6 separate regions of the Mus musculus genome follow, and all the other regions are linked to region 6. Evidence: chromatin contacts called from public Hi-C and HiChIP or PLAC-seq data. All regions are on one chromosome and are shown on one strand. The core of a region is the stretch at or near the end of the contact, and the rest is flanking DNA. Distances in the headings are between cores, read along the strand shown. Region 1 overlaps Glrb (glycine receptor, beta subunit). Region 2 overlaps Pdgfc (platelet-derived growth factor, C polypeptide). Region 3 has its middle 210 kb from the start of Pdgfc. Region 4 overlaps Pdgfc (platelet-derived growth factor, C polypeptide). Region 5 has its middle 230 kb from the start of Pdgfc. Region 6 holds the start of Pdgfc (platelet-derived growth factor, C polypeptide).

Evidence for each region. Hi-C and Micro-C count contacts between places; a contact is called where the count stands out from the background. HiChIP or PLAC-seq counts read pairs in DNA pulled down with a chosen protein or histone mark.
Region 1: a contact with region 6 is called in an H3K4me3 HiChIP or PLAC-seq map of embryonic limb bud, with 3 times the contacts expected there. The contact joins the enhancer-like site here to the promoter of Pdgfc in region 6. A contact is called at or near these places in 5 of 39 promoter capture datasets (the 3T3-L1 cell line, frontonasal cranial neural crest, liver and 1 more), 3 of 484 Hi-C or Micro-C datasets (cerebral cortex, embryonic fibroblasts and nephron progenitors), 1 of 115 datasets of contacts at active chromatin or transcription factors (embryonic limb bud) and 1 of 9 other capture datasets (adipose tissue).
Region 2: a Hi-C map of pancreatic cancer cells shows a contact between it and region 6, with 4 times the contacts expected there. The contact joins the enhancer-like site here to the promoter of Pdgfc in region 6. A contact is called at or near these places in 11 of 39 promoter capture datasets (the 3T3-L1 cell line, 3T3-L1-derived adipocytes, the HPC-7 cell line and 6 more), 16 of 484 Hi-C or Micro-C datasets (adipose-derived mesenchymal stem cells, cerebellar granule neurons, cerebral cortex and 10 more), 7 of 115 datasets of contacts at active chromatin or transcription factors (bone marrow-derived macrophages, embryonic limb bud, embryonic stem cells and 1 more) and 3 of 9 other capture datasets (adipose tissue, embryonic stem cells and liver).
Region 3: a contact with region 6 is called in a FOXA1 HiChIP or PLAC-seq map of pancreatic cancer cells. The contact joins the enhancer-like site here to the promoter of Pdgfc in region 6. A contact is called at or near these places in 9 of 39 promoter capture datasets (the 3T3-L1 cell line, 3T3-L1-derived adipocytes, cranial neural crest and 4 more), 3 of 484 Hi-C or Micro-C datasets (liver, nephron progenitors and pancreatic cancer cells) and 10 of 115 datasets of contacts at active chromatin or transcription factors (bone marrow-derived macrophages, craniofacial prominence, embryonic limb bud and 5 more).
Region 4: a Hi-C map of uterus shows a contact between it and region 6, with 2.5 times the contacts expected there. The contact joins the enhancer-like site here to the promoter of Pdgfc in region 6. A contact is called at or near these places in 11 of 39 promoter capture datasets (the 3T3-L1 cell line, 3T3-L1-derived adipocytes, the HPC-7 cell line and 6 more), 24 of 484 Hi-C or Micro-C datasets (the AML12 cell line, the N1E-115 cell line, adipose-derived mesenchymal stem cells and 12 more), 11 of 115 datasets of contacts at active chromatin or transcription factors (bone marrow-derived macrophages, craniofacial prominence, embryonic limb bud and 3 more) and 3 of 9 other capture datasets (adipose tissue, embryonic stem cells and liver).
Region 5: an H3K4me3 HiChIP or PLAC-seq map of bone marrow-derived macrophages shows a contact between it and region 6, with 7 times the contacts expected there. The contact joins the enhancer-like site here to the promoter of Pdgfc in region 6. A contact is called at or near these places in 5 of 39 promoter capture datasets (the 3T3-L1 cell line, 3T3-L1-derived adipocytes, hippocampal neurons and 2 more), 2 of 484 Hi-C or Micro-C datasets (bone marrow-derived macrophages and nephron progenitors), 6 of 115 datasets of contacts at active chromatin or transcription factors (bone marrow-derived macrophages, embryonic stem cells, forebrain and 1 more) and 1 of 9 other capture datasets (embryonic stem cells).

What each region holds. Positions count from the first base shown.
Region 1 is chr3:80,876,535-80,880,422 of GRCm38.p6, reverse strand. It overlaps Glrb (glycine receptor, beta subunit), which reads left to right. Exons shown (of 10, transcript NM_010298.6): 3 at 691-797; 4 at 2,347-2,414. Among named protein-coding and RNA genes, the nearest start is that of Glrb, 35 kb to the left of the region's middle. Within about 2 kb of position 1,647, at least 28 of the 459 cell types and tissues checked have an H3K27ac peak or open chromatin away from gene starts, as enhancers often do. A contact at or near this core is called in embryonic limb bud and second pharyngeal arch cranial neural crest, where this site is marked.
Region 2 is chr3:81,194,865-81,199,142 of GRCm38.p6, reverse strand. All of the region lies in intron 3 of Pdgfc (platelet-derived growth factor, C polypeptide), which reads right to left. Among named protein-coding and RNA genes, the nearest start is that of Pdgfc, 160 kb to the right of the region's middle. Within about 2 kb of position 1,997, at least 12 of the 459 cell types and tissues checked have an H3K27ac peak or open chromatin away from gene starts, as enhancers often do. A contact at or near this core is called in pancreatic cancer cells, where this site is marked.
Region 3 is chr3:81,242,253-81,246,463 of GRCm38.p6, reverse strand. No RefSeq gene overlaps it. Among named protein-coding and RNA genes, the nearest start is that of Pdgfc, 210 kb to the right of the region's middle. Within about 2 kb of position 2,948, at least 20 of the 459 cell types and tissues checked have an H3K27ac peak or open chromatin away from gene starts, as enhancers often do. A contact at or near this core is called in craniofacial prominence, embryonic limb bud, kidney and 2 more, where this site is marked.
Region 4 is chr3:81,213,795-81,217,751 of GRCm38.p6, reverse strand. It overlaps Pdgfc (platelet-derived growth factor, C polypeptide), which reads right to left. Exons shown (of 6, transcript NM_019971.3): 6 at 3,712-3,957. Among named protein-coding and RNA genes, the nearest start is that of Pdgfc, 180 kb to the right of the region's middle. Within about 2 kb of position 2,156, at least 19 of the 459 cell types and tissues checked have an H3K27ac peak or open chromatin away from gene starts, as enhancers often do. A contact at or near this core is called in cortical glia, embryonic fibroblasts, muscle stem cells and 1 more, where this site is marked.
Region 5 is chr3:81,261,550-81,265,653 of GRCm38.p6, reverse strand. No RefSeq gene overlaps it. Among named protein-coding and RNA genes, the nearest start is that of Pdgfc, 230 kb to the right of the region's middle. Within about 2 kb of position 2,638, at least 4 of the 459 cell types and tissues checked have an H3K27ac peak or open chromatin away from gene starts, as enhancers often do. A contact at or near this core is called in bone marrow-derived macrophages, where this site is marked.
Region 6 is chr3:81,035,126-81,039,025 of GRCm38.p6, reverse strand. It overlaps Pdgfc (platelet-derived growth factor, C polypeptide), which reads right to left and starts at 2,610. Exons shown (of 6, transcript NM_019971.3): 1 at 1,472-2,610. The coding sequence starts at 1,589.

The sequences.
Region 1 (3,888 bases), core at 398-2,897, 160 kb after region 6:
TTATGACAAATATATACAGAAAATATGTAGTAGTACTTTTGTTGGTGATTTGTTTGTGTCATTGATCTGTTAGTAGCAAGACTATGTTTAAGCCATATCTACCATGGGTAGCCATTTTTTAATTTGAAGTGAAAATGTCATTGTTTCTTAAGAATAACATTTTATAAATAGTCTGATTATCTTATGGATCCTTAACTGTCTCTCTGGACATGTTATCTCACAACACTTACATTCTACTCTGCTTCTTCAAGTAAATTATATCCATTGTTCATCAAACCAAACAAAACCACCAACCAACCAAACAAACAAACAAACCAACCTGTTCTTTGCTATCTCACTGACTTGTGCACATTTGACTGTAGATTGTCTTGCTTGAGGACACATGAAAGGTCTGCCTAGTTTTACTAAATCATAGGAAACTTGGACAGTGTTTTTAACAATACTGTTTTATGCAGTTAGCAAAGTTAACTTGCTAGGATACACTTGTTTTTATTTGTAAACAGATCACCCTGCCTCTGACAGTGTTTGCAACTGTTTATTTACTTCTACTAGGAAAAGTCTTGGTGGAGTTGGGTATTTGTCTTAAGGGAGCCAAGCCAGTTCTCCTGAAAAAAATGACTGCTTTCTGTTGATTGCTATTTCCTAAAACTTACTGTCTTCTTATTGTTTTTTTTTTTTCTTCTCCTTTAGTCAGCAGTCACCCGAGGACCTGGCCCGTGTGCCCCCCAACTCCACCAGCAATATCTTGAACAGGCTGCTGGTCAGTTATGATCCCAGGATCAGACCAAACTTCAAAGGTTCGTTGTCCCTCTGTTCCCACAAATTCCCTCCAGTCTTCATACCTATATAATACTGTTTCTAATGTGCAAAAGGATAGGATTTCAAGTTAACACTTAACTGTCCTGAAATGTGCTTAGGGAAAGAGCTATTTAATGTTTAAAATACATTTTTTGTTATTAAGAAAAATATTAATTCTAATAGTGTTATATAGTTACCAGTTGAAAATAGTGAAAAAGTATATTCTGTGAATTAATAGGCTGGTCTCTGAGATCGATTTTCTAAGAACTCTGTGTCCCTAATCTTAGTGATTTAAAGTTTAGGCTCTGAACATTGATGTGGTATTCAATAATAGACATAACAGTTAATAATTTGTAGACCAACCATTTACTCAGGGAAAATGACCAATTCGAATGTATATAAATTCTCTCTGTTATTAGTATTTCATATTTATAAAAAATAACCTATGTTATTTTGCTGAAGAAAGGCAGCCAACTTGTTTTAAAAACATGTTAACTTTATAAATAAAAAAGTTCCAGAATAAAAGTTATTACATCAGCAAAATATTCCCACTTGTCACAAGTTTTAAGGAAAAATAAAGCCATGGTTAAAATAAAAACCCTTTATGACCAGATTGCATTGTTGTTCTCTGGAAGGCGGTGATCGTTACTGTTTGGAAGGGACAGACTTTAATGTACAGAAGATTAGAATTATAAGGCTCGAATTTTTTTCTGCCTTTGCAGAGGAGAGAGAGAGAGAGAAAAAAAAAAGGTCTTGCAGCTGCTTCTAGTCAACTAGAGTTCTACAGCGATGTTGTAAAAACAGGGATTGTGTTCATTACCAGAGCCTATTCAGTCCCTCTCCACAGCCGCAGCAGTCACAGTCTGGGTTGTCACATGCCTAGCATGCGTTGGTTCACACCTGTTTCTCATCAGCAGTGCTTAGGAGGCTAAAGGCGAAATTCACATGTTCCCTTTGATAGGCACAATGAGTCAGAAAAGAAAGAAAATTGCAACACTATACCTCAGTTCTCACTCCATGAACTTTCAAGTTATTTTCCAACAGGTCAGACAGAAATCTTTATAAAGGCTCTATTATAAGTCTGATTAGCTTTGTGCTTTCATGACATAAAATGGAAATATAGTAATTATCAGTAAAAGCTATTGAATACTGCTATAGCAATTCATTTAAAGATTTGAAATGATTAGAAATGGCAAAAAATAAAACTATTTTAAAAGTGAGTTTTATGAAGCTCTTTAGTAAGTAGACCCATTAAATTATGCAGTTGGCAATTAAAACATATATTCCAGAGTTTATACAACTTAAAACAGAAATATTTCTGAGTAATGTACACCACTGAATATAACTGAAGTTAGGATTTATTTCTAATAAGATTTCTGCTTGGATAATGAAATCAACAGCAATTGTGAGCATGTTATATTAAGAACAAAGATTTTTGCATCTAAATGTACATTTTAAAAATACAAAGGTTAAATATTAAAATCCTATTATAACAATTCTGATCAAGGGTTTTGCAGCCTCTAAACCTATCCTTAATTTTTTTCATAGGCATTCCTGTTGATGTAGTAGTCAACATTTTTATTAATAGTTTTGGATCCATTCAAGAGACAACAATGGTAAGATAATAATTTCATACTTATGATTTCCAAACTTTAAGTCAGAGGACAGTGTAAACCATCAAGACTGAAAACCAAGGAGTGACGGTGGAGAGAAATACATTCAATCTAGCATGGAAAACTACAAATTCCCAAGTTGTGTTAAACCAGAGCTTTCAACACCTGTGTAATTTTACAATTCAATTCAGCCTTGGAACATTTAGGCTGAGGAAATATGAATTCACCCTGAAAAACTGTTTGTATTCCATCTGGGAGAAGGACTTAGGTTTTTAAGCTAATTCACTCTCTCTCTCTCTCTCCACCCTCGCCCCATGTGTGTGTATGTGTGTGTGTGTGTGAGAGAGAGAGAGAGAGAGAGAGAGAGAGAGAGAGAGAGAGAGACAGAGACAGAGACAGAGACAGAGACAGAGACAGAGAGTCGTAGAAAGACACAGAGAGACAGAGACAGAGAGAAAGACAGAGAGCAAGCTAGACTGGCTGAGCAGAGAGCCCTGGGATGCTTCCACCTCTGCCTTCCCAGCCCTGGGATTATAGATATGGACCACTGTGTCTGGCTTTTTTGTGGGGTCGTTTAAGGACCTGAAGTCACATCTTTGCTTTCATGGTGAACACTTTATAGAGAGCCATCCCCTAGCCCTCAAGAAGCCATTCAAAAAGGACCCCTGTGGAGCCATTCACCAGTCTATATGAAGTAGCTGAAACTTAGAATTCTAACATTTTCTCCTTTTAGTTTTTCGATGTATAAATTTTCAGATGATGTCTTAAGTTTCTGGGAAGAGTCTTTGTTCTCTCTCTTCAGCTCATTCTGAGAGAACTGGAATGGCCACAGGGGAGAATTTATTTCATAAAGCAGACCTGAAATTCCTGGTAGAGTAATGGGCACAGAGAAGATGAAGAGGGAGCAGTGCCCATGATCTTGAAGAAAACAGAAATGTGTTTTCTTCAGATTGTCTGAACAATGAGTAATGTAACTGACACCCTCACTGGCTTCTTAAAAAGTGCTTTAACAAAGTCTGCTGTGTGTTCATGGTTTTAGAGGAGTAGGTGCTGTCTTCCCTTGTTAATAAGCCAAATACTGAAGTAATACTTCAGTGAGAGAAAAAATTTCCTTTGTTTTATATTTTTACTTTAGTTTTTGAGATACTTTTTTTTCAGTGATGCTAGAGGGTTTGGTTATAATGCCAGTGGAACTTCTAGAGTATTATAATCTTCCAGAATATCTCAGAATACAGAGTCTCTTGGAATACAGAAAGGGTCATCTAAAGTAGTTTTTCCTTTGTTTTTAGCTTCAGAGCTATTATATTTTTTAATAATACAAACAACTATGTGTTGTGCTACTCTCTGATACTTATAGTAACAATTGTGATGGATTTGCTGTTGTAGAAGTATATTCAGAATATTTAAGCTCCTGAGCACGTGATAGTCATAGATAGTTAGAGAGAATTTTAGAGAATTATTTAAAAGATTTAGGAAT
Region 2 (4,278 bases), core at 748-3,247, 160 kb before region 6:
TAGAGATTAATGCACAAATCTCATGATTATGAAAATTCAAAGTTTTGTAATCTGTTCACAAAAATATTACATATTTTTTTAAAAGACAGGCAAAATGTATGTATTAAAAGTATCAGATGGAAGATGTAGCATGAGCAGTTATTTAAGGTATGTACAGTGCCACTTGGCCTGTGCTCTTTGCTGCTTCCAGGTCTGTTGGAATCTTAGCAAAGAAGCTACTTTCTACTTGCAGTTCTGTTAGAATCTCAGTGGGGAAGCTACAGTAGGAGTTATTTTTACAGAACAGTTCATCATATTAATATAAAAACTACAGCAGTGCATAGGCACTTTGAGTTCCATGAAGCCTCCATTTCAAAGCCTCCCCAAAATGACAGAAGTTGGAAGTGAAGATTCTTGTCATGTACTTGTGTAGACTGACTGAGACATCTGCAAAAACGCCTTGCACACAGTTAAAGTCAAACTGAGTAGGAACAAAGCCCCTGCCCCACCCCAGAAGATTCCCCACCAATAGTAAAGCATGGAAAATTAACAATATTCTCTTTCCATGGGTTCCGTGAACAGTCCCCGGGTAAGGAAGGCCTGCCTGTTCAGAGTTCTGCTTCTCCTGTGATGCTTCTGGGGATTTTCAGAAGAGGCAGAGAATGGAAAACAGAAGTTAGAGGAAAGAACACCCACTAATTCCTCCAATTTCTATTTTCCTATTGCTAAAATCCATTGTTCAGGCCAAACTTTCAGACATTTTCTGCTATATTCAGCAAGGAAAGATTCAAACAATATGTTCGATATTTGAAAGTATTTAAGCATGGGTGAGATAATTGCCAAATGGCTCTGTGGATGATAAAGGCACCTGAAGGCCAGCCTGATGACATGAGTTTGAACTTCAGATCTCACGCACTGGAAGGAGTAAAACAACTCCGTGAATTATGCTTGACCTCTGCATGTGTGTTTCTGTATGTACAGCCCCCAAACAAACAAACAAACAAACAAACGAATGAATAAATAGATAAAAAGATAGATAAGCAAATCAATATTTTTAGCATTTTAAAATGCTAATGACTGGGTTGTTAAATTTAAAGAAAGCCCATTGGACTCGATTTCACTGCTTTCTATTTCTTTATCTGCATAAAGATAGGAACTCATTGTTTGTCAGTAGATGGCCATACTCTGGAATGTCTACAAAGAAAAAAACAGGTCACTTCAGTGATCTATAGCATAGTTTTCAATGCCACCCTTTAGGACAGTGACATTACCAGTTTTACTATCCTACATCTATGAATCATTTAACAAACATTTACCACAAACCTACAGAGCACTGTATGCCAAAGGGTAAAAGGTGTGGCCCTTGCGACTCACATTTCCTAAGCTTGATATTCTACCATCTTCGCTCATCCAGAGAGAGCGAACCTGACAGTTGTTTCTGTAAAGCAAGTCGTCAGACAAGTATCACACAGACTTTTGTAGGTGAAGACCACAAAAATGAACTTGGTATAAAAGAGTATCTGCGAAACAAATCGATTTCCATTTTCATTATTGAAAATGTATTATCTGGCTGCCCTTGAGGCCCAAGTACTAGTCAGATGAAGTGCATTGGGGTCACTGGAGCCAGACAGCAAAACTGGCAGCAAGAGCATGTTTCCTTACAGACTTCTCCAGTGAGAAACCTGAGAGTGATGCCTCAGTAGGATGTGTTTATTGTGGCTATGTTAAGCGTTTTCTGAACTCATTATCATCTTTCCTTTTTTTTTTTTTAAGAGGAAGCAGCCTCCATAAAATAAGACCTGCTTGTAAGTTCACAGTAAATAGTTACTGCTTTATAAACAACCAGCTTGTCATTTCATTAGGGTCTGCATGAGCTATTTTGAAAACACATCATTGACAGTGAGGCTTTTTTGGACAAACATACACACACACACACACACACACACACACACACACACAAATGTTTGTGTTGAGTAAGTAGCCTAGCAACTGCAAAAGTATAGTGCCAGTTGCAGTTTATGATACGCTGTTCTCTGTCAACTGCATGCAGTATAATCTAGACTGATACAGATTCCACTTCGTTCATGCCTAACACAGTTAGTTAATAATGCATACTATATTGTTGTTAAAAATAAACAGCTAAAGTCAAGTATGTGTGCACACTTCCAGCTACTTAGGTGGTTGACCCCAGAAGTTCAAGGCCAACCCAGGCAATATTGAAAAACCTCTTCTCAGAAAGAAAAGGATTTTAAAAACGAAGCTTTGAGCAACAGCCTTCTTAGAGGTGTGTCCAGCCTCATTTATATAATGTCAAGCTGATATATTGCACATAGCTTTGATTTTAAGAGCTTTAACTGCAGACGGGGCATGCAGACAAAACTGTGTGCCAGGAACAACTGACACGCAGTTCTGTAAAGACACAAGAATGCCCTGGAACAATCCATTTCAGCATGCTTCTTTTTACTTTCCACTTGCTCTTATCTAAATTCATCCAAAAAGTTATCTGGGTTTTGTTTTTAAATTATTTTTAAGCCAGCAAAGAAAAGCCATTGCTTGCACTCCGACTGAAGAACAGATGTTAAATACTGTGTGGGTGATGGAGATTAGCTATTTAAGTAAAATAAAATCCTAGGGAAGATAGCCAGTTGTGCTCCTATCAAGACTCTAGAGATTCTAGGGTCTTATAAAAAGAGCATTACAATTGAATTTACCTTGTTATGTCTCCATCAGACTTCTAGACCAAAGTGAACAGTGGGCTTCAGCCAGCACTTAAGAACAGTGACTTCCATGTTGAAGCCTGCAATGGGTAATTCATTTTAGGAATAACTGTACAGTATATGTGATCTATATTGATCACTGGAATTCCCCAGAATGACTAAGTAAATTAGGCCCCAAAGCACTTTCTCAATGACATTTGTGCTAACCTAAGTCAAGGTTTGTTTGGTGTGGTTTGGTTTTTTCCTACGAAGATCTGAGAAATTCACACATACACACACCCAAAAACCCAGAAACAACAACAACAACATCATCATCACCCTCATCATCATCATCAACAACAACAACAACAAAACTGCCACCACCAAAGCCTGGAATAGTTTTCGCAGTTGAAAACACTTAAGAACAACATGTCAAGAGATGCTTTTATTACAGTCTAAATATTTATTAGTTATACTTTGTACTGTTGGCCCACTTAAATTATTTTCAAAGTATTTTGAAAACTATACAGTATATCACATATACTGTCCAGTTATTCCTAAAATGAATTACCCATTGCAGGCTTCAACATGGAAGTCACTGTTCTTAAGTGCTGGCTGAAGCCCACTGTTCTCTTTGGTCTAGAAGTCTGATGGAGACATAACAAGGTAATGTGACCTTGACTTTATCACAGGCAATACTCATGAAATCGCTATTTGTAGTGCTCATGAAATGAGAAAAGAATAGGAGGTAAGAACAGTTGAAAAAAACCTAATACCCCCTTACAAAGATTGAAATGGTATCTACCTTACCACAGAGCTCTAGAAGAGAAGTGCTCACACATATCCCTCTATCCCTCACTCGACATATCATGTAGCAGCCCTGTGCAGTATGTAGAGGAATCCTAGCACATGATATTTGATAGGTAGTTTCAATTATATATTCAATACATTTAACAGTCAGAGAAGAGACTAAACTTGTGTGGTGTTTGAACAAAGAAGGCTATTTGAGCATATTTATTTAAGATAGACTAATAGGGGAATGATGTCTCAGTAGTTAAAAACAGTTTTTGTTCATGCAAAGGACTTGAGTTCGACTTCCAGTAGCTTACAGCCATCTTCCCCTCTAGTTCCAGGAGACCTATCACCATTTTCTGACCTCCGAGACCATTTGGCACCCATGCAGTACACATATATACATGGAGGCCAAACACTCAGACTCGTAAAATAAAATACTTTGAAAATAATTTAAGTGGGCCAGCAGTACAAAGTATAACAAATAAATATTTAGACTGTAATAAAAGCATCTCTTGGCAATTGCTAGCAGAGGTGATTGGAATGATTGTGACACATTCGTGGCTGAATCTTGTGGTCAGTTTCCTCAGCCTTTATCCTTGCTGATATGACAGCCATCATGGGTTCAGGATTCAGTGCATTGTGCACAATGGGTTTGCTTTGTACCTGGCAGTCTGCTTCTCACTTCTCTCTCCCAGTTCTTCTTGCACAGATGAGACTTGACTTCATTTTGCATTCATTCTTTCCTCTGATGAATAGCTGTAACTTTAAAGCACTGGATGGGATTTACATGGGAACGTCATCCTGAATG
Region 3 (4,211 bases), core at 1,699-4,198, 210 kb before region 6:
TGTTATGAAGCTCAAAAGAGTAAAACATAAAATAATAATTGGAAACACAGTAAGCAGAGAATGGTCTTAATACTATTACAATAAGTAAGCAAAGACATGGCAAGATTCACAAACCAAGAAACACACACACACAGAGAGAGAGAGAGAGAGAGAGAGAGAGAGAGAGAGAGAGAGAGAGAGAGAGAAACACAAACATACATTTTATAATGATGCATAAATTAACCCGATAAAATACTGTTTTAGAATAATTGCTGTGAGCTCTATGGTAGATATTAAAGGTAGATATAAAATTAAGACATAACTTTTTATTCTAGGAGTTAGCAATATAGACAGGTAGACACATGTGTACACAATTAGTTATTCTTTTACACAGAAACACGGTTTACATGGGATTCAACTTGCTGTAGAAAGGAGAGCATAAGATCAACTCTGACCTAGATAAGATCCAAGAAACTTTAAAGAGAATGCGCCATTTAACAACGGTTTTCAAAAATGAACACAAATTAGTGCTGGTAAAATATTAACAGCACTTAAATGTGTGTGTAATTTTGTTAATGGTACATATCCATAGCACATAATTAACAAATAACAAAACATATGTTTTTCTCTAGTTTTCATATAGAAGACAGATTCCCCAGAGTCTCCCAGAATGCTTTCCCAGATATTGCTGAATTCTGATTGTGTGGTTTTGGTTCTGGGATTGTACTTCAATCCATTCGCCAGTCTATCACTTGTCTTTGGGCTATACCCCTACCTGAATAGTTGCCAAATTACCCAGACTGAAATCACTGTGTTTTCAATTAATCACTGTGTTTTCAATTAACGCATAAGCACACCAGCAATATAGGTGTCTGCTGTTCTCAGTAAGTCCATGACTAGCATGAGAGTGGAGAGCATCCTCGTAGGCGCTGTGAACAAGCTCTTTTCAGAGCCTCTTTCAGTATTCCATGTTTTGTGTGTATTCACTGCACAAAGCACACCAGTATTGCATGCTCTGAAGGTTGGTCCACCCCATTGCCATTTTCTTCATAACAATCATTCAGTCTAAATACAGTTAAGATTTTAAATTAGACTCAAATTTTTCTTGGGCTATAATTTTCATGGTGTAAATTCCACTACCATGTCTGATTTCAAGCCACCAAGTCACCTGACACCAGTGTGAACAAACAGGGAAGTGGTGTACTCTTATATGTAGAGGACAGTAGCTGGGCACATCATGGTAATGAGGTAAATTGTTTAGGAATGATGAAGATTGAATCTGTTCTGGTCTCTGTTTTTGATAATGTGTTTAATTCTATTTATGCTATTTGACAGTTTTCAATGACGCCATTAATGATAATCTTGTAAAATTCCTGAAAACCTACCATGAGATTCTCAAAACCTGCATTGAGCCAACTACAACACAATACTGGATGTTCAGCATACATGGTTTCTCCATGCCTGAATCTTTAATTGACAGCCGAAGAAGACAAGCATCAAAGCTCATTAATCTTGTAAGCATTGTGGGACTACTTGGCCTTTCTCATGCCAGGAATTCTTACTGGCAGAGTTCATGGGTCATCTCCTGAGCAAGTTGTCCCACATTTCTAACTAGGGGAGTGGCTTCCCAAGAACATGCTTTTCCTATATCATCTCTGACCTGAATGTTGTTAAAGTCGGTCATACTACTGACCTCTGTAGTTGAATTAGGGAAAAGCTGAAAGAAGTTGAGGAGGATGGTGACCCTGTAGGAGGACAAGGAGTCTCAATTAATCTGGACCCCCAAGACCTCTCGAACACTGGACCACCAAACAGGCAACATACACCAGCTAATATGAGGCCCCCAACACACATACAGTAGAGGACTGTTGGGATCAGTCAGAGAAGATGAATCTAACCCTCAAGAGACTGGAGGCCCCAGAGAATTTAAAGGTCAGGTGTGATGGGGTTGGGAGGTGGGGACACCCACATGGAGACAGGGAGCAGGGAGGAGGTATGGAATGTGGTACAGTCGGTGGGTGTACGGGGGAAATAAATAAACAAAGTAAGCAAGAGCCCGAAGTCCTGGGGCAGTCAGACAGCAAGCACTGTTTGAGGGATTTATTTGAATCCCATTTCAGGGTGTTTGTTTCCACGCTTTTCTAAGTAGAGAAGTGAATTTCACAAAGGGCTTATAACGGGGACATTGGTAGTTCATCAGCATACATGTGAAATGAGTTCTCTCATAGAATTACATGGACTAGCTAAATACTTTCTACCCTTGGCTCTCTGGGGATGTAAATACTCCAGAGTACAGGTATGACTCTTTAATTCTCTGGTTTGATGGACTTTTGGGGGGGGGGTGTCCAATGCAACTCTTGATGGAAAAGAAAACTAAAACTGGTATATTCTGCATTTGTCTGGAATGAATTTTTCTTTCAAAGTGATAATGGAGATTGAACCTAGGGTGTTGGCTTTATATCCTCTTTGTGGATGCTTATTAATGAATGTGTATTTAAAGTGTAGGTCCGGGACAGAATCTGATCTACAGCCCTCTGAAATTGGAGCGGAACATCTGGCTTCTACCGTTTCAAAGTTACCTCTGGCTACTGCTGTCGACAGAAAACACAGAAACAGGCCAATCAACTCTTCAAATTTTAACTGGCAAGACAGAAGTCTAGTTTCATAACAAAGAAATTAATTGAAAAAGAGCACGGAGGGTAGTTAATAACAAACAGGTGGTTTGATGCAAGGGAGGTAGTGGAGTCTCTGGGTACCAGGGAAAGTGGATAATGAAAAGCAGGGAGTGGCAGGGGTTCCCTTCTGGACTGCTAAGACCCAGATTGTAAACCAGCTAATTCAGTTTTTCAACTTGTAAAAACATTCACTCACTCTTCTTTCTTCTTGCGGTGTCTCTAAGGGAGTTAGTTCCTCCTAAGACTCTGGTGACTGAATGGCTGCCAGCTTGCTTTGTTTTCCTAGACCATTTGAGGATCCCGGTTGTCTATCACAGTATGTCCCTGGCATAGCTCAGCCATCACCTATTCAGGCAGCTGCTTCTTCGTCTGCTTCATTGACTTTTTCAGTGGTCAGAGACCAAATGCTCCTTCAATCTGAAACCGGGTATGTCTGAAGGGACTCCTTTGTCCAACCCAGTATGCACCAAGCTTAAATAAACAATATTTCCTTCTGCATGGCATCAAAAGGCAGGTGACCGCAGGGTGGTGTTAACCTTTCATCCTTCATTCAGATTTTTTTTTAAATGGGAAAATTGACTCCTGAATGAATGAGAGTTCCTTTCTGTGACCTCGGTGGAGGAGGAATGTGAGCAGATTGTGGCTCAGTTTGAACATTAACGAGTTTAGACTTGATCCTGTGTGGTTGTAGCAAGATCTCGAGGGAGAGCTAGGAGCAGACTCACACTTCAGACACTCCCAGCCCTGGGATAAGTGTCTGGAAGAAGTGAAAACTGAGGCCCAGGCAAGGGTTCTTCCAAAAGTGGTAGGAGACTAAACTTCCAGTACAAAAAAATCAAATGCATGAGATTCATTTTCCAGTTGCTGCCCTGGGCTCTGGAACTTACTGAAGTAGAACAAACAGAAGTCTGGGGCTAGTGAGGCCAGGGACAGAGAAATGAGCTGGCTTCTTTTGTGCTAAGAAAGTACTACAAATGACCCTTGTATATGGAGAAATGGCCCTTGGTGTTCTAGTTAAGAAGAGAGGAGCTGAATTGAGGCATAAGTTGAGTTTCCTTTTATGAAAACAGACATGCCATATTTAGTTCAGAATAAAGTATTCTTATCTTAGGAATACCCCAGAAAGCCAGCCAGCCAGCCAATCTTCAATGTTTGGAAATGAAAGGTTTCAACAAATGTAGAGGAGTGTGCCCCAGGAGTAATGAAATGTCAGTCTGACCTTACCATCATTATTTACATTACTAAAATATTTAGAATAAATATGTTTTTTGTTTTGTTTTGTTTTGTTTTGTTTTGTTTTTTTGGTACCCAAGTAAAGCTCTAGTGTCAGAACTTGGACCAGAACAAGCCAGCAGGATCAGCACTTTAATTGTCCTTGGTGGAAATTGAATCCTTCTCTTCCTTTTAACCACACATAGGGGAAAAAATGTAAAGTGCTTAGATTTTATTGAAGACATTTCATAACCTGCTTCCTGTCTAGGGCTCTGATTTCACCCCTCCCCCTGAAATTAACTGAATATTAATCATATCTTTAAAAAAAATTTTATTACATATTTT
Region 4 (3,957 bases), core at 907-3,406, 180 kb before region 6:
TGAGTCATATTTAAGCTCCGAAGCTCAGGACATTTTGTAACAGGGTTCCAATATATTTAGACCTTTATAGAATGTGTCTTTTTCAATTTTAGACATCTCAGGAAGTGTGGAACATCTTATTATGAATTTCATGTCCATTTTCTTAATCACTGGTGGTCTTCTCATGTTTGTTAGTTATCATTAGGTTATTATGTGAAGTGGTTTATTCAAGACCTTTTCTCATTTTCAAATGAGTTGTCATTATCATTAAGCTGTATGAGTTCTTTATGCATTCTGATAGAAGACCCTAGTCTAGCATATAAATTACACATACTTTATTTCACTGTACTAATCATTTCATTTTATATCAATCAAAACACAAAGTTTTTTAATTTTCATGGTCTTGTTTAACCTTTCTCTGTTTTTCCTCTCTTTTGCAATTGCACCTGAGAACCAATTGCAGGCCATAGTTTCTTTTATACTTTGAGTTTGTCTCATCTTTGCTATAAAAGACTGCCTCATCCTTTGGGTTTTTGAGTTTAGTGCGTACAGGATCCACATTGCTCTGAATGTGAACATTCGCTTGAACCAGAATCCTTTATTAGATAGCCTACCCTCACTACCAAACTGGATTGTCACTCCTGTCAAAAATCAACTGAATACAAGTTCTAAGGTTTAGTTTTGGATTCTCAGGCCTATCACATTGATCCATGGGTCTGACATTGTTAACTGTGTCACAGCATTTCTGTGACTTTGCAGTAAGCTCTAAAACCCTAAAGCTGAATCTGCCCATTTTATACTCCTATGCTCAAGGTTTATCTATCAGTTTGGTTTCTTCATACTCTTTTCTGATTATTTAGAGTATCTTAATAGTTCCTCTAAACAAGCCAGTTGGACTTAGACTTAGATCTATAACTTTTAAAATGATAAACTTATTGACCTTAAAAGAAAATTCTGATGAAAGAGATATGCTTCATCTTTCAGTTTCTTAAAGATTTATACTGGACATTCTTTCCTGTAATGACTGAGGAGTTATATAATAAATTGGATCCTGTGTAGATTCAAATGCCTGCTGAGGCAATCCTTAAAAAGATGAGTTAATGATTTAGTAACTGCACAGAGTGTGACCAAGGTAGATGCAGGAACGGAGCTTAGCATGAGCTTCTAGGGGAATACCAGTGTATTTGAGAAGGGAGGGAGGGAGGGAGGGAGGGAGGGAGGGAGGGAGGGAGGGAGGGAGGGAGGGAGGGATGCTGCCCATATGCTACTCAGAGAACAACTTGGAGGAGTTGGTTCACTTCTTTCCCCTTCTGGATCCTGGAACTTGAACTCAGGTAGGTAGTCAGGTTGGACAGCAAACAACTTTACACAGTTAGCAATCTCCCAGACAGAGAGAAAAGGAAATTTTATAACCTTGCTTCACTGACAAAATAGTAGTCTGGCCTGTGGGGAGCTGAGAAGCAGCAGCATCTTTCTCCTGTGTCCTTCATCTCTCAGCTGAAGGTCAGAGAATTCAACAGCCCCAGGGCTTGTCCCAGAGATGTTCCACTCAACATCATTTATCCTCCTGCATCCTCATCTCACCTATTTACTGATGCAAATTGTTAACTGACTCCCACTTTGATTCAATGCCTCATTAGGCATTGGTGAAAGAATAAACAATATGATTCCTGCTTAGAGTCCCATTAATGTAGGAGTCTAATGAGAAACCAAAACGAGGTCATTGTAACTCAGTACCACAATATTTATAGTTGAACTATTTCTGTACGCCTGTGTAAGTGGAGAGAATGAAGCCAAGCTTGAGGGACTAATGGCATTTGAATGGACACTTGGCAGGAAGCTAGTAAGAAGGGTCTGTGTAGGAGCTGTTCTTCTAAGAGAATGTAGCACACATTAGCATACATGTGAAGGAATGCTGGTATTTTTCAAAACCCACAAATATTCTCTACAGCTGTGCCAGATTTGATGGTGTAAAATGAACGGAAAGTGGTAAACAGTGAGCTTAGGAGGGATTTGGTGTGCCATACGAGGATTAAAACAGAATTCTGTAGAGTTCTACTGGGGAAACTCTACCCATCACCATTAGCTTTGCTGAAGGGCCATGCTCTTAGTGGTGTGGAGGACAGATCAAACAGCAGTGAGGCCAAAGGCTCATTAGGCTGGGGAAACAGAGACTGTTTTACTGGAATGGAGAGAGCTCTGAGGCAGGGCCAGAAAGGAGACAGTTACAGAAACTGGGGGGTGTGGTAGTCACAAATGTGAGGGAGGAAAAGGCACTCAGTGATGTCTGCTAATAACATAGGAAGCAGGAAATGAAAACAAAGCCCGGGCCTCTCTGAAGTGAGATGGTTCATTATAAAGGACTTAGCTTCAGAAAATTCACTCAGCTTCAACATCGGATGTGAGAAGAAAGCGAACCACTGGGGGGAAAAGAATCTATCGATACAGTTTAATTTTCTGAGGGCAAGACTACCTGTTTTGTCTTTCGCACACGTCCAAATTGTCTATAAGGAGTATTTGATGAGAAGGAGAAAGGAACAATGAGAATCAGAAATAAAAAATATAATCATGAATACTGCTTCATATAACTAAGTGCTATTCTTCAGTTTAATAAGCATCACTATGCAAAATGGGCCTTTGCCACAGAGACAGAAGTCGGAACCACTGATATAACATACAAAATAATTGGTGGTCAATATAGTCAACACCTCCAAGACTTAAGAGAAAATGAGGTCACGTGTGCTGTAAACGCATTAGCTTCTGTTGGCTTTGGTAAACACAGGAAGCATCATGAGTGTAATTGATCATAGACAATCAGGCTTCATACTTACCCTCACTCACTGGCAGTAGGGAACAGAGTGATACTTTTATGATCACGTTTGACCACCAAAGAGAACAATAAATATTTTAAAACTGACAAGGGAAATGGTTAGAAATACCAAGGTAAACACATCTGGTAGGTAATTCCGTGTAATCTCTCACAGTTCTTACTTTGCCAGTAAGACCTGGAAACTGCCGATATTCTGCACTTCCCATGATGCTTGGTGAAGTTATTTCTGGGTCTCTATAGCGCTGGGACAAAAGGGCAAAAGGTTAAAGAAATGAGACAGAGAACATGTTTATTTGTGTACTTGTTTCTCACATGGTGGGAGGTAGGGCAGGGCTGCCAGCAGCAGGGTCACAGTCAATGGGTACTCTTTGCAAGCTCAGTCTGGAGAGACTGTCTCTGGACATGTGATGTTTCGCCAAGCCTACAGCCAAGTGCTGAAGAAACCAGACCCCAAGAGATCTGTGCCTAGAATGGAAGGACTATATTTTGAAATACCCTGGTAATCCATAGACTAGCTACTACATACTGCAGATGTTGCCATAGAAAATGGAGACAGGAATAGGAACTTATGGAATCTGCCCCTCACTTAATCTAATCATATACTATATCACCACACATTTTACAATGCATCTTTTACTTTTAGATCCTATACAGTTTACTTAATCAGAATTTACTATTAATACCACTGGGGGGGGGAAGAACTTCATTGCAACAAGAAATTAGAAAGAAGAAGACAGGGGAGGGTGAACTGGCAGATGTTTTTCTACAATGCAAAAGATGGTAACTGAGTACTTTATTATCTTCCTTTCCTTGGAACCAAAGAGGCAGACATGTTCACACTCATGGATACCCACAACCGCCTCACCCCCCCCCACACACACCACATACACTTAGACGAACACTTACACTTGTCCCCAAAATAGCCAGATTATTTTATTTGATGATTCAATACATTTTAATTCAAATAGTCACCACAAAACTTGGGCACAGATTAAGCATTTACAAGCAATGTATTATGTTGATTTTCTTTGCAATTGCCAAAGAGTATAATAAGTGAACTCCTTAAATGATATACTTCTGTACATAAAAATATCCATGTATTAATACAAGTGTATGGAGCAGAGTTTAAAGGTAATAAAACCCTAGTA
Region 5 (4,104 bases), core at 1,389-3,888, 230 kb before region 6:
TTGTGATATGACACTGGGGTCAAAAGCAACTTGAGAAGGAAAGATTTTAAGTCATTTTATATCAGCACATCATGAGTTTTCCTGTATTTCCAGGTAGCAGATATTCAAATTTTCAGTCTTTCCACCTGAGGTCCCAGAACATGTAGAAGAGATATAAGAGAAGCCCTCTCCATAAGCAAATTCAAATAAACTCCTTAAGCCTTGATAATGCACAGTTGAGCAGTAGTAATAGAAATACAGACCTTAAGTGAGGAGCTTCTACAGAAAGACCTAAAACACATTTGGAAGTTATACTGAATAGCCAAGTCAGTACTAAAGGCAGAGGGTAGTGCTGGCTCATGCTGTCTGACTTCAAATTATATTGCAGAACCACAATAATTGAGGTGGTACCACACTGGGGAAAAGGCACCAAACTAATGTAATATAAGGACTACAAATAACTCAACAGAGCTATAGCCAACTATATTTCATATAAAGTATCTAAAACATACATTGGTACAAAGACAATGTCTTCAACAAATGATACATGGAAACTTTATGCTCACATAAAAAAGAATGATTTTTGATCTGTATCTCCCATCTTATACAAAATAAATTCAAAGTGGAAGAAAGAATTAATGTAAAACTAGAAACTGAAATTACTAGAGGAAAAAGTAGAGAGAAAACCACCAGATATACAGGCAAGAATTTTCATTAAAGGAATTCAATAGCAGAACAAATTACTCAAAAATACACATATGGGTTACATAAAAACACTTCCTCATAGCAAAAACAACTCTCAGTCAGCAGAAATGATGGTTTAAAAAATGAATGGCTATCTCCTGAGAGGCTCTGCCAGTGCCTGACAAATTCAGAAGTGCATGCTCACAGCCATCCATTGTACTGAGCACAGGCTTCCCAATGAAGGAGCTGGAGGTTGGACCCAAGGAGCTGAAAGGGTTTGCAGCCCCATAGGAGGAACAACAATATGAACTAACCCGTACCCCCAGAGCTCCCAGGGACTCAACCACCAACCAAAGAGTACACATGGTGGGACTCATGGCTCCAGCTGAATATGTAGCAGAGAATGGCTTAGTTGCTCATCAATGTGAAGAGAGGCCCTTAGTCCTGTGAAGACTCTATGCCCCAGTGTAGGAGAATGTCAGGGCCAGGCAGCAGGAGTGGGTCAGTTGGTGATCAGGGGGAGGGGAAAGGGATGGGGGACCTTTCTGAGGGGAAACCAGGAAAAGGGATAACATTTGAAATGTAAATAAAGAAAATATCTGATAAAAATGAATAGAAAATTAAAATATATTAAAAAATTGACACTAGAGAAACAAACTGCAATCAACAAAAAAGCTAATGGCATGAATTGAACAGTTGATTCTAAAAAGAAGAAATACAATGGTGGCTAGTAAGTATTTGAAAAAAATGTTCAGCATCCTTTGCAATAGGGAGAAAACAAATTTAAAATAAATTAGGATTGTATCCCCAAAGTCTGAATGACTAACCAAAGAAAATTGAGTACCAAAGTTGATTTAGAATGTGAGAAAGAGGAACATTTATTCACTTCTGAAGGTAATAAAAACATATACAGCCTTTGTGGAAATCAGTATGGAGATTTTCTCAAATGTCTAAATAAAACTAGCCTATAACTCAGTTGTATTAATCCTAAGTATACCCCGAAAGGACTCTTACTCCTATTAAAATTGCATGCCTGGGCTCATTGTACATCAATGAGCCCAGGCATGCAGTGATTTTAGGAAATTGATCTAGCCTATATATCCATCAACAGGTGCATGAAAGAGGAAAATATGATACATATGGACAATTGAATTTTATTTTGGTTTAAAGGAGAATGAAATCTTGACTTTGCAGAATATGAATATAGCTAGGAATCATTCTGTTAAGTGAAATATCCAGGAAGGCAAATATCCCTACAATTGTCATATATTGGTACTCTATTTTAGTATTTATATATGTGCATAGACATGTGAATGTAGAGTCAACACAGGTCATAGAAAAAGTGAAAATGAGAAGAAAGGGAAAGATCTTAAGAGAGAATTGCGGACAGAAAAAAGAAAGTAATAGAATCTGTTAGTCGAACACAGAAGGGAGATCTTAAGGCAATAAACTGGACAGGGAATAGATGGAGTAGTATATGAAAAGAATTGAATCACTGTCTGTGTTTATGCCATAATGAACTCATTATATTCTATGCTGATTTAAAGACTTAAAGGAAGAAACTTTGTGTGTTTTCACATTTTTATTTGCTTTTCCTTTGAGAAACACTAAATTCGAAGATATATACAAGATTAGTTAGCATCCCCATTGCTGTGTGAAAACACCTAAAAGAATCAATTTGAGGGAGGAGAAATTTAAGGTCTAGAAGAATGGGTCTCAACCTGTGGGCAGTGACCCTTAGGGGGTCTAACAACACTTACTCAGGTGTAGGTTGCCTAAATTCATCAGAAAACACAGATATTTATATTATAATTTATAGCAGTAGCAAAATTGAAGTTATGGGATAAGAATGAACTACATTTATGGATGGGTCACCACAACATGACAAATTGTGTTAAAGGGTAGTAGCCCTAGGAAGGTTGAAAAGCACTGGTTTAGAGGAAGCCTCAAGGCATCACATGAGGAGGGTGGATAATAGATAGTCTGTTTATGGTGAGTCACATCTTTCACAATCACCTCAGCTGTAAGGAAGCAACAAGGACAGAAAATAGGGTACTTCTATAAGCCAGAAAGCAACTCCACTAGGTCCTACCTTCTGAAGGTTCTACTACAACTTCCTAAATCAGCGCTCATTACTGGGAACCAAGTGTTCAAGCACATGAAACTATGGAGGATGTACTTCAGGTTGAAAGCTGATCTACGGAGTTCAATTTTAAGTATTGTGAGGCTTTTTCTCTAACTTTTATCCAAGAAAATGCCATTACATTGAAATTTCTTATTTAAAGCAGAGTAAATCCAGTTGGGGGAAAATATCTCTCAGTAGCAGAGCATATTACCACATTGCCTTCCCATTTCCACTGTTTGAAAGGCATACGTGTTTTCCATTGCTAGACGTACTACAGAATTTTATAGAGAATCATTTCCTTCTAGCATGGCCCAAGTTCTCAGATGTGCTGGAAAGGCAGCAAAACCTGACAGAAGGAATCTGCATTAGGATAAGAAATGAGATTTTGTGGCAAGAGCAGAAATACTCCCAGAATGGATGTACACATACAAAGAGCAATGATATTTCCAAGTCCCATAGGCTGGGGATAGAGTAAACTTAACTCCCTCCCCTTTTCACATGAGCTATGCTATTATGAAACTGTGGAAATTATAAGCTTAAAAAGTTGCCTAGGCCATCCTTTTTTACGCTGGCAGCTACTTTTAGTTTATTACAGGTAGGAAATATTATACCCAATATTTCCCCAATTTTGAGTACAAGGTCTCAGTTTCACAGTAGAATATATGTCAAAGTTGTACAAAGGGTTAAGGTATTAGTGTAGAATGTAACTCTGAAGTCAACCAGAAAGCAATTGGGTAAGTGACATTTACTACAGAGTTCCTTTAAATTTATCCCATTAGTATGTAAATATGGGAAGAAAAATCCTTAAAGGAGTCTTTGTTAAATAATTTTTAGACTCTAATTTTCTCAGTTTATTTTACTGTAAATTTTGAGGTGTAACGTAATTGCACTACTAGTCTATTCCCCAACAACCCTCCAAGCTCTGCCATATACCCTTCAGAGCTCTCCTTCAAATTTATGGCCTTTTTGTCTCATTAACTTTTATTGCATATGTGTATGTATTTGTATGTAAGTATATATTCTTAAATATAAGCCTGTTTAACCCACATAGTGCTACTTTTTTGTGTATTTTCAGGGCGAAATCTTGTTCACTAAACAACCAATGGATGTGTCCGTGCCTCATTTGCTTATTTTTAGATTGAATTTACCTGACAATAAAAAAGCACTAACAGTAAAAAATAAATTAAGTGAATTTCATAACGAAATATTTGTCCCTGTCCAGGAAGAGAAGCAGGTAGGCTAACGAGAGAACTTTACATCTCCCTCCATTCCACCAAATCCAGTCGTCCACTATTACTTATTCTAGCTCAGTAGCA
Region 6 (3,900 bases), core at 1,361-3,860:
CTTCCTGCCTGGGTATAGCTGGTGTTGTGGCTCCTTTGATCTCTCAGGTCTCTGCAGGCCCTATGATTATAGATAGATCACTAGGCTGCCCTTTGATCAGCAGTTCAAGAGCCTTAAGGTGCCACATGCCATCACATTAGCCAGAGGTAAGGAGCAAGCATACCAAGAAACACCATGCTATTACCCTGGCCCAGCAATGCATAGGAATGATGAAGAGAACATATGTATTTTTGGACTTTGTTTTAAGATGTGTCCTTTATAGAGTTGAAATCCAGATGTGAAGCCTTGAAGCAATATATATATATATATACATATATATGTATATATGTATATATATATCACTCCATCCTCATTTCCCAACTGTCTCTGGCAGTCATCTTACCTGGCTAGTGAAATTGCATTGTAAATAGATAACAAAGTAGGAAAAACATGTATATTTCCCTCTTAAATAGCAGCGAGAACCTCCCCTTGTATTGTAAACAGGGTATTTAATATTCCAGTTTTAGGATGCCTACATTAGCATTGTGGTTTCATGTGTGGTATAAAATTTCTATTTACAAAAGAGTCTCAAAAAATGGCTTTATAGTGGTAGATCAAGAGCAAAGGAGTTTAGAAATTGAATGCTGTGAATCATATGGGGTTCAGAGGCTAAGCAAATTACACCCCCGAAGCTTCCCTGGACTTATGAAAGAGGCTTTTCTCCAGCTCTGTGCAATCCCAGCCCAGGGGAACTCGCATCTGAAAGTTTTCTAAACATTTCAGGTACACTTGAAAGCTGAAAGTAATTCTCATTTCCTATGCAGGATTAGATCGCTTCCAACACACACAAAATAGTCATTCATGAACATACAAAAAAATACACCACCAAAAGGTGAGGGTTTCGGGGCACAAAGGCACGTTTTAAAAAAAAAAAAAAAGTTCAAGAGAAAAACCATAACCAATTCCTTTGAAAATGTCCAAGTGGCCTCTTGACCTCTGTATTTCTCACCTAATTCTTTATTGGTGCCTGCCTTCCCATAATACAGTGTTTCGATTAAGGAATTTAATACCTTTCCTGAATTCTCCATTCTTAACACCCCCCCCCATACCTGCTTAAAGTCAAACTTGCCACGACTCATTCATTTTGGGATTTCTTCTTAAAGGCAGTTCTTTTACTTGTAACTCTGGCCATATGCCACCTAGCAATGTGGTCACAGTTGACTTTTCCAATCCTTTCCATAGCCCATGCGTCCTCTCCACTCTGAGGTTGCGGGGCACTTCCCGCTCCCTCTACTCAGTGAGCTTCGGAAGTTGCAAACTGCCGAAATCTGCCCCCACCCCAGAAAGTGCACGCGGACTCAGGAAACTCCCATCTGCAGCGCCAGAGACCCGACCATCAGCTCCACGACTGGAGGACCCCACATGCCACCGCACAATGCCAACCCGAACGCACAGCGAGACGCGGGAAGGGGGAGGAGGGGGCGATACTCACCGTTCTGTTCCTTGTCGCTGGAGAGCTGCAACTTGCTGCTCAGGTTGGACTCAGCCCGAGTCCCCGTTCTTTGGCCGGCCAGGGCAGATGTCAGCAGGAGGAGGCCGAGGAGGAGCATTTGGCTGACTGGGGCGAGGGCTCACTCGCGGCGGGCACTGGGGAAGCGACGACTCCAAGGCTCAGCCCAGCCGGGGAAAGGCTGCGCTGCGGTGGAAGCGCCTGGCCGGCTCTGGCAGCAGAGAATCGCAGGGTAGTTTCCACATAATCCCATCCAAAAGTTTTTCCTAGAGCCCTCTTCTGTGTCTCCAGTTTTTGAAAAGGATCAAAGCAAAACCTGGACCTGAACCAGTTTCCCAAGGTTTAAACAAATCCTGAGCTGTGCCGAAGTGCGGGGGGTGGGGGTAGGCGAGGGAGGAAAGAAGGGGTGGGGACGCGGGGGAGCGGCGATGAGTCGTGGCGACTCGCAGGGAGCACCTGTCAGTTTGGGGGACAGGACACAGGCGAGGACTCGGGGTCCCGCCAAGCCAGACTGGAAGCCAGGTCGGCAGCGAGGCGAGCACCTTGGGATCAATGACAAAGCTGCTGATCGGGGCGGCAGGCGGCGCCCCACCCCCACCTGGGGGGAGGGGACCGTGCCCTGCGAGTGCCGCGCGGGTCCCGGGCGGGCAGAGAGGCCGCGGGGACGACTCGGGACTGGCCCGGATCCACCGCGGAGCCTCCTCCTTGCTGCAGTCGGTGGCCACCGAAGTTCCCTCGGGTACCGGCGAAGTGCTGCGGGAAGCCGGGAGAGCTTGGGCGGCTCGGAGTCGCGAGCGCTCGGATGCCTGCCCTAAGGCAGGGCAGGACGCAGGGCTGAGGAGAGGTGGCGGCTAAGCACGGGCGGCTAAGGGAAGGCCTGGCTGGCCTGGAGGATCGCTCTTGTCCCCTCCCCGTCTCCACTTTCCCCCAGCGGGCGGCGCGCGGGGCGCGGGGCTGGCGGCCGGGCGGGCGCGGGGGGCGCGGGGGGCGCGGGCGGCCAGCTGGCGGGCCAACAGGTGCTGGCGCAGACAGGGGGCACTGCGGGCCCCGCGGCAGACGGAGCCCACACTGCGGCGAGGAATGCCGCCAGGCGGCCCCCAGCTTCCTTTCCCCTGGGCGCCCCTAACCCCAAATAAGGAGTCTGCGGGCTGTTCAAGGGTGCTGCAAACTCAGAGAAAGAGAGAGGGAAAAAAAAGTAGGAGAGGACAGCCACTCCTTCTCTTCTGGCTCTCCCTGGCTGTAACTTGTCTTTCATTCCTAAGGGGATCCCCACTCCCAAAGCGCTTTGTCAGGACTCGTGGCCAGAGTTCTGCACTGAAGGAGGGAAGTTGAACTCAAGATGCTTCCAGAATGGCTCTGTCTGAAGGAGAATGAATAAATCAAAAGTAAAGATAAAGTCAGAGTTGTAACATGAATTGAAGCCATGCACCACTGTATCCACATGAACCCTGTTTGGAGAGGAACTGGGGTTGGAGGGTACCACTGAGCAGAAGAAAGAGTCCCTGTCCTTTGCAGCTGGGTGCTGCATGATAATGAAATCTAGCTCCTAGAGTGTCTGGGGACATAGTGTGGCAATTTACACATAGGCTGTCCTGGAGCCCCTAATGTTTGAACTGGTTGCCTTTATGCACGAAGTGCTTCGTGCTGAGACTAAAGTTCCTATGGGGTTATCTAGAATGAGAAAAACATGTTAGTAGGGCCTAGGGTGGTTCCATGTGCAATACATGTGTCTCTGATAGGATTCCAATATGCTTTCCTTATCAGAAAATCCTCGTGAAAGCGTTGAAGGCACAGTAGGGTTTGAAATCTAAACAAAAGATGCATCTTTGGATGGAGGGGTAATAAAAAAAGAAAATGAAAATAAGGAAAATAAAAATAACATTAGAGCAAGCAAATGCCTTGGTGTGCAGTCAGACAGATGTATCACCAAGTACTTAGTTGAATCAGTCAGGGCATGCAATCCAACCATAGAACCAAGGTAAACATAATCCTGAAACCGGGCATGACCTGGAGACAGAAATAAAAGATGGGACCAGTCCAAACGATAAAATGTTAATCTTTTCCTTTGTTCTTGGACACCACTGGGGCCTACCAAACAACCCTGTTCTAGCCAGGTCTCTGTCCTCTTCTCTCTTCCTTCAAATGAGTACTTGACAGGTTGTTCATTATAACTCCTGCTTGGCATCCAGGAAGTCCCCGGGACCAAATAAAGAAAGATGCTGTTCTCCTGTGAAATCCTTACAAACCTGTTCCATTCATTCATTCTTATCTGTGGGATTTCCACCTTTACAGTGTTGGATAGAAAGTCTCTTGCTTAGACTTTAAGTGTATGGATGTTAATGGTACAAGCCTTGTTACTTTATTCAAGTTAGCAGTGCATCATCTTCAGTGCCATTCCATTGTGACATACG